5 separate regions of the Mus musculus genome follow, and all the other regions are linked to region 5. The links are chromatin contacts, called in public promoter capture Hi-C maps. All regions are on one chromosome and are shown on one strand. The core of a region is the stretch at or near the end of the contact, and the rest is flanking DNA. Distances in the headings are between cores, read along the strand shown.

Region 1 (2,700 bases), core at 107-2,606, 2.0 Mb before region 5:
GCATTGTGTGCTCCGTCCATGGGGTGCTGTGGATGGAACAGAAGCATCCTGAAGCATAGGCAAGCGCTTCACCACCCTGAGCCTCGGCACCAGGATGAGGATCTGAGAACAGCTCTTTTGAGATGAACTTTCCAAACATGGTAGAACCCACCTTCTCGGGCTATATATTTTTTACATCTACATGGGAAACCAATACCACAATCTAGCTTTTAAATTCCATCCCATGAAATAAACTGGTTTAGTCTGGCTTCCAGAGATCTGATGCTTCTGGACATTTCACAAGGTGAACTACAGTAGATGGCCTTTCATGTGACATGACGTTTCTGAGGGACGCCCATGCTGTAGCATGTGTCGGTACTTATTTCCTTTGTGTGGCGAAATTGCCTCTGTGTGAGCATGCTGCGTTTTATTTATCCACCCTCCAGATCATGCTGTTTCCCACTTTGGGCTCCTTTTCTATCTGAGAGATCTGTGTCTGAACGTGTCTTTGTGTGGACTTGCTTTTTCAGTCCTCTCCTGTATCTAATACCAAAGAGCAGAGTTGCTAGGAGACACCGCCAGTCTATTGCTAACATTTGTGGGACTGCTACATTATTTCGCAACACAATTTACAATGGTTACAATTTCTCAGCCTCCTTACTAATACTAGTATTGGTTCTCACTCTCTCACTCTCTCTTTCTCTCTCTCTCTCTCTCTCTCTCCCTCTCATTAACTACAAAAAAAAAAGTCTCACATAGCTCAGGCTGGCCTCAAACTCAGTATTCTGCCAAGGATAACCTTGAATCCCTCATGCCCACCTGCCCCTGCCCCTGCCTCTGCACCTCTCTGCCTCTGCCTCTGCCTCTGTGCCTCTGTGCCTCTCTCTCTGCCTCTGTGTTGTCATCAGACACATGTGGCCATACCTGGCTTGCCCATCTTTTTGGTTGTGTTATCACCCTCTTTTTTCCTTCCTTCCTTCCTTCCTTCCTTCCTTCCTTCCTTCCTTCCTTCCTTCCTTCCTTCCCATGTTTTTCCTGTCAACAATGCCTTGCTATGCAGCCCAGGCTGGCCTTGAAGTTGCTCTCCTTCTGTCTCAGCCTTCCGAGTACTGGTGTGCACTATATCCAGCGTCTTTGCATTTTCCTAAGAGCTAAGGGTGTTGTCTCTCACTGAGGGTTTATGGCATGCTTCGCTAAATCAGTTTCAGCTGATTATGAGGTGAAGCGAGCATTCAGCAGTCTCTGCCCACTGGTGGGCTGGAGAAGGAGACCAGAGGCTCAGCAGTTTCTCCAGTAGAATTCTCTTTTGAAGCCTGTGAAGAGGCTGTACGACTGAATGTTAAAGAGAGAGTTCCTGGCAGAGCCAGCCACCTGCACACTGCACACCCACCTGTTCCATGTCTTGCTGAGCCATCTGATGACTGCTTTTTTCCGTTGTTGTTAGACGTCCAAGAGGCTGGAAGGGGCAGCTGACTGCTGGAGTTTGAGAGCTCCAACTGTTGTTCTTCTGAAACGGGAGCACCAGCAACTGCTCACTCAGGTCAATGAGTAAATTGGCCACACTGACCTGGGGATGTCAGAAAGGGGACGCATGGAGCTGCTTGCTACTTTCAGATTCATTTGTATCTTCTTATAAGCAGTTGAGTATTTCCTTCCTACCCCTCCCTCCCTCCTTTCCTCCATACCTTCCTTCCCTCCCTCCCTCCATCAGTCTTTTCTTCCTTCCTTCTTTCCTTCCTTCCATATGTGTGTGTGTGTGTGTGTGTGTGTGTGTGTGGTGCATGCACATATTCACGTGGGTGTATGTGCATCTAGAGGCCAGACTGATGTCACATGTCTTCATCTGTTGCTCTCTGCCATGTTTTTTTTTTGGGGGAGACAGAGCCTCTCACCGAACCTGGAGCTCACCAACTGGTCACCCTAGCTGTCCAGCAAACTCTAAGGCTCCACTTGCCTCCACCTCTCCATCCGTAGGTTTCCGGCCAGGTGAGGCCACACCTGGCTCTTACAAGGATGCTGCAGATGTGTGCTTGGGGGCGGGGTCTCAAGCTTGTGAGCAGGCACTTCACCAACTGAGTTGTTTCCCCAGCCCCACAGTTCAATATCTGTTATACAGTTGGAATGTATTTTATGAAAGGCGACATCACCATTGGGCAGGCAAGGGAAAATATATGACTGTGTACCACCTACGGGGGAGGGTTGTGTTGAATGTTGAGTGCTACAACTTAAAAGAGGGATGCTTGGGAAAAGAGCCATGCCAGGCCAGATGCTGAGCAGGTGAGCTCGTTTTGAAAGCATGGGTGTGGCATTAAAAGCTTCAAGACACCCAGAATACAAAAACCAGGGAGAATTTGTTTTTGTTTGTTTGTTTGTTTTCGAGACAGGGTTTCTCTATGTAGCCCTGGCTGTCCTGGAACTTACTCTGAGCACCAGGCTGGCCTCGAACTCATAGAGATCCTCCTGCCTCTGCCTCCCGAGTGCTAGGATTAAAGCATGTGCCGTCTCAGTTCTAAGAACAACAAAAAACATCAGTTCTCCTTTCTGTAGGCTGTTCTCATGCAAAACCAAAGGGAATAAAGAAAGGCTAAGAAGTCAGAGGCAGTGTGCATGCCTGTGGCCCCAGAGCCCAGGAGGCAGAGACAGGAGGTAAAGTAAGTTCAAAGCCAGCTCGGGATGATTAGTGAGACCCTGTCTCAAACCAACCGATCAGTTGCCTAACTA
Region 2 (2,700 bases), core at 138-2,637, 2.1 Mb before region 5:
AGAAAAAGTCCAGAGGAGGGGGGGAAACCATGGAAAATAAGTAAGGAGACAGACAAATGGCACGGGGAGGCCACTCCTGACCCAAACTGCACAATATCTGAGGTTAGTTTTATAGGTTGTAACCCTCTTAAAACAAGACCCCATAAGTACAAAAGGTCACTTGGTCCCTTTTGCTTTCAGCGCTGCCCAATTGTGAAACTTAAGCTCGGAATGTAATTGGATAGCGAGCCGCCTGAGTATCTTCTGCTCAGGGAGGAACCTGGGAAGAACGGGAAACTGAGGATCGACCTACAAGGGATGCGACTTTTAAAGGGAGTAGGGGTTTTTGTTTTTGTCATCTATAGAGCCACAGTCAAGAGTCCTTGGGAAGGATGCACTGGCCCCCACCCCCTCATCCTGCCTCTGCTCTCACAGGTGTTAGGATGCAGCTTCCAGGGCACACACACTACAGATGTGCGTGTGTGTGTGCGCGCGCCCTTTTCCAGCCTTAAAGAAAAGAGGGTGCACTCCCACCTCCAGCTCTGATGAGGTTCCCACGAAGCAAAGTAAAGTCGCCCGAATCCGAGTGATGTGAAGCTGCCAAAAGGGAGAAGAGAAAGACAATCATACAGCCATTTCACTGTGCCCGGGTCCTCTCGGGTCGGCGCTGGAGCTGGGGTGTGCCATCAGTTGAGAGGGTGTCTCTCTGGCTTTTCCCAACAGGGGCAGAGGTAAATCCCAGGTAATTAGACTGGAGCCAGAGGTCTCCCTACGCGTTTCTGACCAACCCACAGACGACCACTTAGCCTCCTCCGAAATCTAAATTTAGTAGCTCCTGGGCCAGCCCGCCCGCCCGCCCGCCCGCTCCAGGACGGCAGGGGCCCCCCGCCCCGTCCGCTCTCCCACGCCCATCCTCCCCTCCCCCAGCTCCACCCCAGCCTGTCAGACGCCGGCCCGCGAGGCCCGCACCCGGCCGCCGCCGCAGCACCCAGCCCGCCCCTCCCCAGGAGCGAGCAAACAAAAGGCGGGCGGCGGCGCGGGCAGTCGGGAGCTACGCGGGTTGCCGACTCCCGGCGCGGGGGCGCTTTACCCGCAGCCTCGGCGCTCCGCGTCCCTGGGCTCCGCCTCCGGACGGACAGACCGCGGGACAATGGGCCCCGGCCGCAGCTCCAGCCGGCCGGGCCCGGGCTCTCTGGGACCCGGCCCCGGTGGGCAGAGGGTGGCTGCGGGCCGGGCTGGCGGCGGGGAGGCGAGGGGCGGCGCGGCGGACAGACAAAGCCAACGGCAGACAGACGGACGGAGGGGGGAAAAAAAAAAGATGGCGACGCGGACGACGGGAGCGCGCGGTTCGCGCTCTCGCAGCGAGTGGGGCGCGTGCCGGAGCCTCACCTCTCCTCCCGCCGCCGCCCCGACCCCTCCCGGCTCCCGAGGCGCGCGCCTGGCGCTGTGGGCGGGGCCTCGGGGGAAAAGGGTCCGGGAAGGCGGGGCTTAGGGAGCATCCAATCGCGGGCGTTCCAGAGGGGCCCCGCCCGCGATCTGGTCCTGGCGACGCGGAGCTGAGCATCTAAAGAGCTTTCGGAGGTGTCCTGACGTTTCCGCGCACCTTTAGAGCGGGTGAACTCCACTCAGCTGTCATCTCCCCGGCTGGTTTCCTCTCCCAAAGTCGAGTTCAGCCACAGAACCCACATCCCCCAACCACAGCTCCGCCGCAGGCTTCCCCCTCCGTAGCCGAACCTGGGCCAACCATCCCGTAGTCACAAACCCTCTTCACTCCCACTTGTCCCAAGGCTTCTTCAACTCTCGAGGCATTTAAAGTAAAGAAAGAGGGCCCACAGCTTCTGTGGGAGGGACTAAGCTATCAGGTGGTCACAGACACAGGACCTAGGTAGCTTGTGGTCCTTGTTGCTATCTAAGGGTGTTTGGAAAGGCTGAACGTGGTTCAACTCCGTTCTAACGCGACTCCTGTTACTGTCCGCGTCATTATTTCTCCGTTGCTCTCCCTTCTTTCCCCTTATTTGGGCGGAAAACCCATACCTACCCCTGAAGTCTCTCCGTAGAGAAGTAAAAAGAGGAGCCCTGTTTTAGAAGGCCCAACTTTCAGCCCCAGCTTTGCCACCGACCAGTCTGTTCGCTTTTGGGCAAGTCACTTCCCTGTTCTGGCCCTCTTCTCTCAAGAGTTGTGCTAGTCATGTAAAACAATCTCTGAAAGCCCTGTGCAAGTTCTCTTATGATTTGCGGCTTCACGAGGCAGAACAAACAAGAGTGCTGACTCTTGCTGATAAAATGACTAGTCGAAGTGTTTGCATAAAGCATTCTTACAAATTCTTCCTTCCTGAAATCTCCAACGAGATGCCATTGCCTGTGTCTTGCAGAATGTGCTAGAACGGTGGAATTGAAGAATGGTGGTCCTTGACAATGCTGTAGGTAAATTGTTCTTGCTTGTTTGCTTTTTGTTGTTGTTTTTTGTTTTGTTGTTTCAACTGACCGAAGAGGAGAAGACTAGAGCCTGGTTTACTGATGGCTCTGCACGTTATGCAGGCACCACCCAGAAGTGGACAGCTGCAGCATTACAACCCCTTTCTGGGACAACCTTGAAAGACACAGGTGAAGGGAAATCTTCACAGTGGGCAGAACTCCGGGCAGTACACATGGTATTACAGTTTGTTTGCAAGAAGAAATGGCCAGATGTACAATTATTTACTGACTCATGGGCTGTAGCCA
Region 3 (2,700 bases), core at 24-2,523, 2.1 Mb before region 5:
AACCAGGGCAGAAGCCAAATTCATGACACTGCTTGTAGCTTGTCATTTACTGTCACTTGGTTGTTTTCCAGACATCCCTACTTCAGTGCAGGGAAACGGGAACGGTCAGCTGGGTTTTATACAGCTGCAGCTCCGTGGGCTCCCCATTGATCTAGTCCCTGAACATCGTCACAGGTTTAGTTATGACTGTTTTCTCAAAGGCCAATCCAATGGCTTGAGCAGAAGCATTGCACAACGAGATTGGGCTGTAGCAATTTTGAAAACAATGATTTTTAAAGAGTAGGTAAACCGTGTTACCTACACACACACATGTGTACACACACACAAACACACACACACACAGTTTTTTTGAGGCAGGGTTTCTCTGCCTGCCTGTTTGTCTGTCTGCCTGCCTGCCTTCCTGTCTGTCTTCCTGCCTGTCTGTCTGGAATAGACCAGACTAGGACTAGCCCTAGAATTCTGGAATTCACCCTGCAGACCAGTCTGGCCTCGAACTCAGAGATCCGCCTACCCGTGCCTTCCGTTTTTTTTGGGATTGAAGGTGTGCACCACCATGTCCCGCTTGTTAGTGTCAATTTTAACTGCTTTTGACCCCATGCCTACTCGACTATATCTCTTTCTTAAAACAAGATCTTGCCTAGTAGCCCAGGCTGGCCTCAAATTCAGGATCCTGCCTCTACCTCCCGAGTGCCAGGATTATAAACGCCATCCATGGTGTGCTTCTTTCTTATCATCGTCCTGAGGTCTGTTGCATTTGTCAGTTTGTCCATCTGGGTAACTGCTGTCAATTCAATAGCAAAGCTCCACTTCCCCACTGTTAACAGGCAGCACTAACTTTCTCAGTACCTGTGCCAGTCTCCGTTCTGAGCGCTCAGATCTGTCGTGCAGAGCAGGGCCAAGGATGCATCCCCCCTGAACAGGGGAAACCAGACAGCGAAGGCTGAGCGGTGTACTCAGGATTGCATGGTGGTAAGTGGGCATGAGTCCCAGCAGGCTCTCTGTCTGCTCTACACTGTGGTACTCTACTACAGCCAAGGAGCCCAAGAGGAGACTAGCCCTACTATGGCCTCGGCTTTTGCCATCCTGGGTTCTAGTCATTTTGTCAGTATTTTATTCAGCACAGAGCTATGTATTACAAATAGAATGTTCTCTGAGCCTCAAGAACTGTTATTCAAAATTGTACTTAAAAAAAAAATGTCACCATGCAATGAGTAGGCGTTTCCTTCTGTAAGAGTGTTCACACACCAAGTGCACTCTGGGGAAGCCAAAAGTGCTTGCTAGGATGAACACAGGCCTCAGGTTCTCTCCAGGAACATAGACGATGCCACCAACCCTGAGGTAGAAGGAAGTACTGACTCCCAGAGCTCAGCTTCTCAGGACACAGTTACATCAGGTCAAAGCTGGACTGGAGAAAACAGTGAGCATGCGCCTGAGGGGAGAGCGCGTGCCCAAGGGGAGAGCGCGCTAACCACTAGTACCTGCTGCGGGGCAAAGCGGGGCAAAGCCTCTCTCACTGAGGTTCTTTGAGGACACAGAATCCATTATGAGCATAAAAAAAAAAAAAAGTCAGCTCCTAGGAAAGGCCCCGAGGACTGCAGATGTTCTATGTATGTTTGTGGGATGCACCTGGGCCAGCACACAGAAAAGTCGGATACACACTCACTTAAAGACCGTTGTTATTGGAGCCCGATCCTGTGTGCGGTGTGTGGCTGAGTCCCAGGGTCCCTGCAGCTACTCTTTGTGCTGTAAGTGACCACCAATGGGTGGTGGTCATACCTGTGACCTGGATCAGGGGAATCAGACCCCATGGGTCACCAAGGGTCCCTACCTGAACCTTTTTGGATGGAGTCCAGGGGGACTTTGCGTTGTCCACAGAGCTGTGGTCATATGGAGAAGCCAGCTGACCTTTAGTTTTCCATGGGTTGCAGGAGGGGTTTCAGGAGGACTAACTTGCCTCCCTTCTGCCCCAGAACTGTCCTTACCTCTGTAATCCCCATATAGGTTAGGAAGGAGGGTGCCGTTGGCCCAGGGGTAGAAATCCTCTACAGTTTTGATTTCTGAGAAACGGTGAGAAAACCTCTTCCAGATAGCTCGATGGAGGAAAAATCGACTAGAGTCCTTTGCAGAATAGACGGTAGTCATCAGCAGGGTCAGGAAGAGGATTTGCACTGGTTTGCAACAGAAAAAAAAAATAATTTTCAAGTAATTATCATAGAGCTCTAAATAAACCCTTTTCACTTCTCGTATGCTTATTCACCTCTTCAGGTCAAAACCAGTCAAAATGGAGCTGGGATGTAGTGGTGCACACTTTAAATCCCAGCACTTGGGAGGCAGAGGCAGGCGGATCTCCGAGTTTGAGGCTAGCCTGGTCTATAGAGTGAGTTCCAGGACAGCCTGGGCTACATAGTGAAACTGTCTTGAAAAAGCCAAAAACCCAACCAACCAAAAAAAAGTCAAAATGGGCAATTTCAAATACTTCAACCCAATGTGTACACACATACGCACACATACACACACATGCACACCACCTGAATTGCTGGAATTCCAAATTTCATTTTAAAAGACACCTTTCTGCCCTCCCCGGTTTTCTGTCTTATTCTCCCCGACCCTCCCCACTCCAGTGTGCTGCAGCGGAGCCTGCTGCCTCCGCCCCGTCATACCCAGAGTACCACCCGTCAGCTTGGAGAGCTGCTTCTTCCA
Region 4 (2,714 bases), core at 210-2,709, 2.1 Mb before region 5:
CTTCGCCTCGGACGTGTCACTCCCTGATTGGCTGCAGCCCATCGGCCGAGTTGACGTCACGGGGAAGGCAGAGCACAAGTAGTCATAAGATACCCTTGGCACATGCGCAGATTATTTGTTTACCACTTAGAACACAGCTGTCAGCGCCATCTTGTAACGGCGAATGTGGGCGCGGCTCCCAACACTTCTGTTTTCTCTCTCTCTCTCTCTCTCTCTCTTTTATATAAAACACGCATAATCACTTTTTCTGTATAAATGTAATCTGAACACAAGACCAACTATTGGCCAAATGTGGGGCTTGCCTGCTGTGGTGGTTTGAATGAGAAACTTCGATATAGGCTTAGATGTTTAACTCTTGGTGGCCAGTTAGTGGCACTATTAAGGTATGTATGGCCTTGTTAGAGTCCCTATGTCACTAGGGACCTGGCTTTGAGGCTCAGAGCCACAGGCAATTCCAGGTTCAGTCTCTCTGCTTTGTGCTTCTAAGTTCTAGATGTGACCCCCTCCTCTCTGCTCCAGCCTCTATGGCTGCTGCTCCCTGCCAAGCTTTCCCACCACAATGGACTCCTAACCCTCTCAAATGGAACCACAAACTCAAATCCTTCTGGCAGTTGCCTTGATTGTGTCTTATCCCAGCAACAGAAAAGAAACGAATGCACCAGTGATACCATCAACTTGAGAGATAGAGGCAGGACGGTTAAGAGTTCAAGTTCACCCTAAACTACACAGTGAGTTCAAAACCACTCTGAGCTACTTGTGACCCTGTCTCAAAAACAAATGAACAAATAAGAAAAAAAAAATCCTCCCCCTCCAATCAGCAACCTAAATCAGCCATTCATTTTTGTGTCTGCTTAAGCCAATCAAACTTTCATTCAAGTATTTAGTATGAACTGGCATTATATGGGTGACAATATTCCAAACCAGTAGCCAAGCCCTGTATTCACTAAGCCAACCTGCTTTCCACTGTAGTAAGAATCCCGTCCTTATTGCTCACCCACTCCCAGGTCTTCAGTACTTTTTCATCTTTTTCTAGGTCCTGCACAGGCACACTTTTTTTTTTTTTTTTTTTTTTTTTTGGCTGCCTCAGGCTATTTCTAACTTTACAAGGCTCTTGACCCTTGAAAAGGTCTGGGCCCAGCTCTCTCTCACCCTGACCCTACAATGACCCTTCCATCTTTCTACTCCAGTAAATTCTGGGGCATCATAAACAAGGCCCCAGGGATCTCCACTATCTGGACTTCTAGTGACAGCTTGTGAAAACTTCTCCAGGGAATCCAGGTCTGGGAGCTTTTTAAGGAAACATCACCTACTCCCTGGACCCATTCAGTGGGACAGGCGTTCATTTTCCCACCAAAGGGGGGCGCTGGGTACGATGGGCAGGCGGCCAGTTTCCTCCTGTGTAAGTAGGCGGCGCTCCCAGGCCAGGGTGACGTCATCTCTCCGCGTCGGGGGGGGGGCGGGATGCGCTCAACGCCATCTCCGGGCGCCCGGCTTGGGGGGGTGCCCGCTGGGTGTGGGGCGGCTCCGGGGCCGGGGATGGCGGCGGCCGCGGTGGCGGCGGCTCCGGGACGAGCGGGAGGAGTCCTGGGAGCTCCGTGAGATGGGCCGGTGAGTGTCGCCTGGAGCGGTGGCCGCTGGGATGGCCTGAGGCCAAGCAGGCCTGGGTTCGGAGCTCTAGTGGAAGGGCCCCCCTAGAAGCCCGTTGCCTCACCCCGGCCGCGGGCCCCCTAAACAGCGGGCAGAGCGAGCGAAAGAGGCCGTGCCTAGCCCCTCTAGATGCTGCTTTCCCGCCTGGCCCAGAAGGCGGCCTCAGGCCCTGATGCCCCGACGGGGTTGTCCCCGCGGGTCAGGATGTCCGAGTTCTCAGGGCGGGAAGGGGCCCCAAACAAGGAAGCGTCGCCAGCGGGGCCTGGCCTCACCTCCACGTCCGACCCCCTACCCCGACTAACCCTAAACGTAGACTCCCCCAGTTCAGGCCTGTACCCCTGTCGGAACAAGGATCATCAAAAGCCATCATCCCTGGTGTCTCTCCCTTTTTGCTGCTCCCTTTTTGTGGGGCGCACCTCTCCCTCAGTGAATTTGGGTCCCCCTCGGTGTGCAGTCTCTTGATTCCATTCCCTGCATGAAGAGGAGCTGCCTTCTCGGCTAGGTTGGCAGGTCTCTGGAATAGTTCCGTTGCCCCTTAGCTCAGGGCCACAAGTTGTGTCATTTCCCATGAGAAATTCTCCAAAGCTGCACCCTACACCCACACCCGGTTTCAGATTTTGAAGTGTTTTGCCTTGTGGGAACCTGGTGGGCAGGCTGAGCTTTCTTTTTGCCTCTTTCCGTCCTTTCATTATTTTGTGTTTGCTAACTCCTCGGTGACCCATAGACGGATTTTCCTTAGCTTTTTTTTTTTTTTTAGCTACAGAGGGCAAGCATCATTTTGGGGGATTAAGAAAATGAAAGAAAGCTGAGTGCTTTCAATTAAACGTTTGATGAAGAATGAGTGCGTGACTTGTACCCACTTGGTGATTTATTTGTGGCATTAGGAATCTGTTTTTCCACATTTCCATCTTTCGTGTACCCTTGAACCATGCCTATCTTAAGTAAACGTTGCCTTCAGTTGGATCGAGCTTGCAATATTCTGACTTTGACAGAACAGGTTCCTCGGTACTAGTCAATACTGCTAATCCAGTTGTTAGGACTTCGTTGGCCCCGGTTTTGGTTTTGGT
Region 5 (2,700 bases), core at 42-2,541:
TAAAAAAATGCTTGTTTTAAAGCTATGATATGCTTACAGACGGGAGACTGGCATGGCTGTCCTCTAAGAGGCCCTACCAGCAGTTGACTTAGACAGACAGATACTTACACCCAAGCATTGAATTGAAATTGGGGACCCCTATAAAAACTAAATTAAATTGAATAAATAAAAATGCTTGCTTTAATTAATTAATTTTAATTAATTTAGCCATGGTGTTTTGGGTTGGTGGCCTTTCTCCCCAAATCTTTGGGATTAACAAAACCTGAATGTTGTTGCACTCATTATGTCACAGTGAGCATTAAGGAAAATTCCCAGAAATAAAAACTATAGATAAAGTATCCAGTCATACACCCAAAGTGTGCCCTTGGTGTTAGAGACCGAGAGCATCTCTAAACCACGTGTGGTCGCATATGCTGTCACCCTTGTACTTAGGAGGAGGTAGAGACAGGGGACCACCCTGGACTATACAACAATTTCCATGCTAGTCAATGTCATAGAAGGCCCAACTTCAAAAGCAATGAAATAAAACATTAAAAATAAATAAATAAAAACCAGGTGTGATGGCATATGACTTTAACTCCAGCACTCAGGGAACAGAGGCAGGTAGAGGCCAGTCAGGTCTACAACGTGAGTTCCAGGACAGCCAGGGCTGTTACATAAAGAAACACCGTCTCAAAAAAAAAAAAAAAAAAAAAAAAAGAAGCAAAACAAAACAAAAACCAAAACCCAAAAACAAACAAACAAACAAATGAAACTCCTCTGGGAAATTTTGAAACAGTGCTGACTTAAAGTGTTAAGTGAAAGTTAAGGGCTGGTGAGATGGCTCAGTGGGTAGGAGCACCTGACTGCTCTTCCGAAGGTCCAGAGTTCGGATCCCAGCAACCACATGGTGGCTCACAACCATCCGTAGCGAGATCTGACTCCCTCTTCTGGTGTGTCTGAAGACAGCTACAGTGTACTTACATATAATAGATAAGTAAATCTTTGAAAAAAAAAAAAGAAAGTTAAATATATGTCGTTAATTATTTGATTAGTAGAAGTACACGCTGTTACTACTTATGTTTATCTGCCTTTTTCTACAACCTTCCAAGGAGGAGAAATGGTGAGCTGGCAAACAACTGAGGAAAAACAAAAACGAAAACAAAAACAAAAACAAAAACCTAGGGAAAGGCTCAATGCCAAGCTTCGTCAATAGCCTAAGTCCCACAGAAGGCAAGGCGGTTCTTTCCCTTTCTCAAGATGGCGCCCCTGGCGACAGGGCGGGCACGAGCGCAAAGCGCTCTGGGAGCGGAAGTCGACTGTGCAGCGGCGGTCAAACCGGAAGGGGAGGTGCTGGGGCCTGGAGGAGCGGCCTGTGTCGCTGCGGTTGCTGGTGTTTGCGGGTTGCAGGGAGCCGGGCCGGTGGTCGGGCTGTGTCGCGATGCCGGAGCTGGCGGTGCAGAAGGTGGTGGTTCACCCCCTGGTGCTGCTCAGTGTGGTGGATCATTTCAACCGGTGAGCGGGTGGCGCGTGGCGGCCACACGGCGCAGGGCTGCTGAGTCACGGGCGCGCCGGGCACAAACGCGGCGGCCGGGGACACGGGTTGGGACAAGCGACCCCAGCGGCTCCACACCGCGGTGCTCGGTACCCATTGACAGCCTCGCACCCCCACCGAGGCCGCCACTCCTGAGTCTGGCCCGCCTGGCGAGGCCCCGGAGCCGGAACGATGCTACCCGCCGAGGCCGCGCCTTTTCCCAGAACGGCTGGGCGCCGTTTAAGACCGAGCTTCAGTCTCGTGTGCCCGTGCCTGTAAAAGCTGTCACTGAAACCCCGGTCTCGGAGTCCCCGATGAACGATTTTCTGGATGAGGCAGGGATCATAGCCAAGTTTCGATTTGGGATTCTGGTCGAATGGTACCTTTAAAATGGGAATGAATAAGGTGTCGGCTTGTTCCTCTAAAAACGAGGCAGGTGCAGATTGGGGCCAGCCTACAGTTCCCTTGGGTAGCTCACTGCCACCCTTGCCTGCTCCAGCCGTTCATCCGGCCAGACCTGTTGCACGTGTTCGGAAGTTTTACAAGATAATTAGTGTGAGGAGTTAACAAATATGAAGGTCCAGTAGGGAGTCTACTTGCAGTCAAGTCGGCGCTAGTGCCTGGTCTGAAGCAGGCTTTGTGCAGCTAACTCAACCAGAGCCAAAAAAAAAAAAAAAAAAAAAAAACCTCAAGACGGAGCCTTTTGAGTCTGAATTCAGTTGTATTGTTCGGAATGCCTGGGATACTAGGGGCCCTGATGGGGTGAACACTGTTTAAGCTTTATTTTAACAATTGGTAAGAATGGGGGGGGGGGGTGCAGACACTGTTGGTAGTTGTATCAAGGAACAGATGGAGGGGCTTTAAAGACTCGTGGATGAAGTTTCCTTTGGCATGTGGAAACTCGTTGTTTGAAGTAGTTTTAGTGGGTTAGAGAGGTGTAATGTTACTTTCACTGTGGCTTGTGTGTTTCCTTAGCATAGAATTAAGTTGTTTCCAAATATGCAGTTTGTTAGTGGCTAAAGAAAACAATTCTTGCTGGGCGTGATGGCGCATGCCTTTAATCCCAGCACCCCGGAGGCAGAGGCAGGCGGATTTCTGAGTTCGAGGCCAGCCTGGTCTACAAAGTGAGTTCCAGGACAGCCAAGACTACACAGAGAAACCCTGTCTCGGAAAAAAAAAAAAACAAA

What was found. Promoter capture Hi-C pulls out the DNA fragments that hold promoters and counts their contacts. Capture Hi-C pulls out chosen DNA fragments and counts their contacts.
Region 1: a contact with region 5 is called in a promoter capture Hi-C map of hippocampal neurons, with 20 times the contacts expected there. The contact joins the enhancer-like site here to the promoter of Psmd7 in region 5. A contact is called at or near these places in 18 of 39 promoter capture datasets (the 3T3-L1 cell line, 3T3-L1-derived adipocytes, the C10 cell line and 12 more), 2 of 484 Hi-C or Micro-C datasets (B cells and muscle stem cells) and 4 of 115 datasets of contacts at active chromatin or transcription factors (forebrain, large pre-B cells, pro-B cells and 1 more).
Region 2: a contact with region 5 is called in a promoter capture Hi-C map of adipose tissue, with 4 times the contacts expected there. The contact joins the promoter of Zfp821 here to the promoter of Psmd7 in region 5. A contact is called at or near these places in 6 of 39 promoter capture datasets (3T3-L1-derived adipocytes, the C10 cell line, hippocampal neurons and 2 more), 1 of 15 datasets of contacts at CTCF or cohesin (large pre-B cells), 1 of 484 Hi-C or Micro-C datasets (CD4 T cells), 4 of 115 datasets of contacts at active chromatin or transcription factors (embryonic hindbrain, embryonic limb bud, embryonic stem cells and 1 more) and 1 of 9 other capture datasets (adipose tissue).
Region 3: a promoter capture Hi-C map of hippocampal neurons shows a contact between it and region 5, with 7 times the contacts expected there. The contact joins the enhancer-like site here to the promoter of Psmd7 in region 5. A contact is called at or near these places in 4 of 39 promoter capture datasets (the C10 cell line, hippocampal neurons, liver and 1 more), 2 of 115 datasets of contacts at active chromatin or transcription factors (acute myeloid leukemia and large pre-B cells) and 1 of 9 other capture datasets (adipose tissue).
Region 4: a promoter capture Hi-C map of pre-B cells shows a contact between it and region 5, with 10 times the contacts expected there. The contact joins the promoter of Atxn1l here to the promoter of Psmd7 in region 5. A contact is called at or near these places in 6 of 39 promoter capture datasets (cranial neural crest, embryonic stem cells, frontonasal cranial neural crest and 3 more), 5 of 115 datasets of contacts at active chromatin or transcription factors (embryonic forebrain, embryonic hindbrain, embryonic stem cells and 2 more) and 1 of 9 other capture datasets (adipose tissue).

What each region holds. Positions count from the first base shown.
Region 1 is chr8:109,627,482-109,630,181 of GRCm38.p6, reverse strand. Pkd1l3 (polycystic kidney disease 1 like 3) reads right to left here. Exons shown (of 33, transcript NM_001286454.2): 7 at 1,370-1,546. Among named protein-coding and RNA genes, the nearest start is that of Pkd1l3, 15 kb to the right of the region's middle. Within about 2 kb of position 1,356, at least 11 of the 459 cell types and tissues checked have an H3K27ac peak or open chromatin away from gene starts, as enhancers often do. A contact at or near this core is called in hippocampal neurons, where this site is marked.
Region 2 is chr8:109,704,233-109,706,932 of GRCm38.p6, reverse strand. It overlaps Zfp821 (zinc finger protein 821), which reads right to left and starts at 1,387. Exons shown (of 9, transcript NM_001167946.2): 1 at 1,070-1,387; 2 at 514-576.
Region 3 is chr8:109,655,579-109,658,278 of GRCm38.p6, reverse strand. It overlaps Pkd1l3 (polycystic kidney disease 1 like 3), which reads right to left. Exons shown (of 33, transcript NM_001286454.2): 23 at 2,661-2,700; 24 at 1,983-2,168. Among named protein-coding and RNA genes, the nearest start is that of Ist1, 36 kb to the left of the region's middle. Within about 2 kb of position 1,273, at least 11 of the 459 cell types and tissues checked have an H3K27ac peak or open chromatin away from gene starts, as enhancers often do. A contact at or near this core is called in hippocampal neurons, where this site is marked.
Region 4 is chr8:109,736,525-109,739,238 of GRCm38.p6, reverse strand. It overlaps Atxn1l (ataxin 1-like), which reads left to right and starts at 1,459. Exons shown (of 4, transcript NM_001080930.2): 1 at 1,459-1,608.
Region 5 is chr8:107,587,073-107,589,772 of GRCm38.p6, reverse strand. Psmd7 (proteasome (prosome, macropain) 26S subunit, non-ATPase, 7) reads left to right here and starts at 1,291. Exons shown (of 7, transcript NM_010817.2): 1 at 1,291-1,494. The coding sequence starts at 1,421.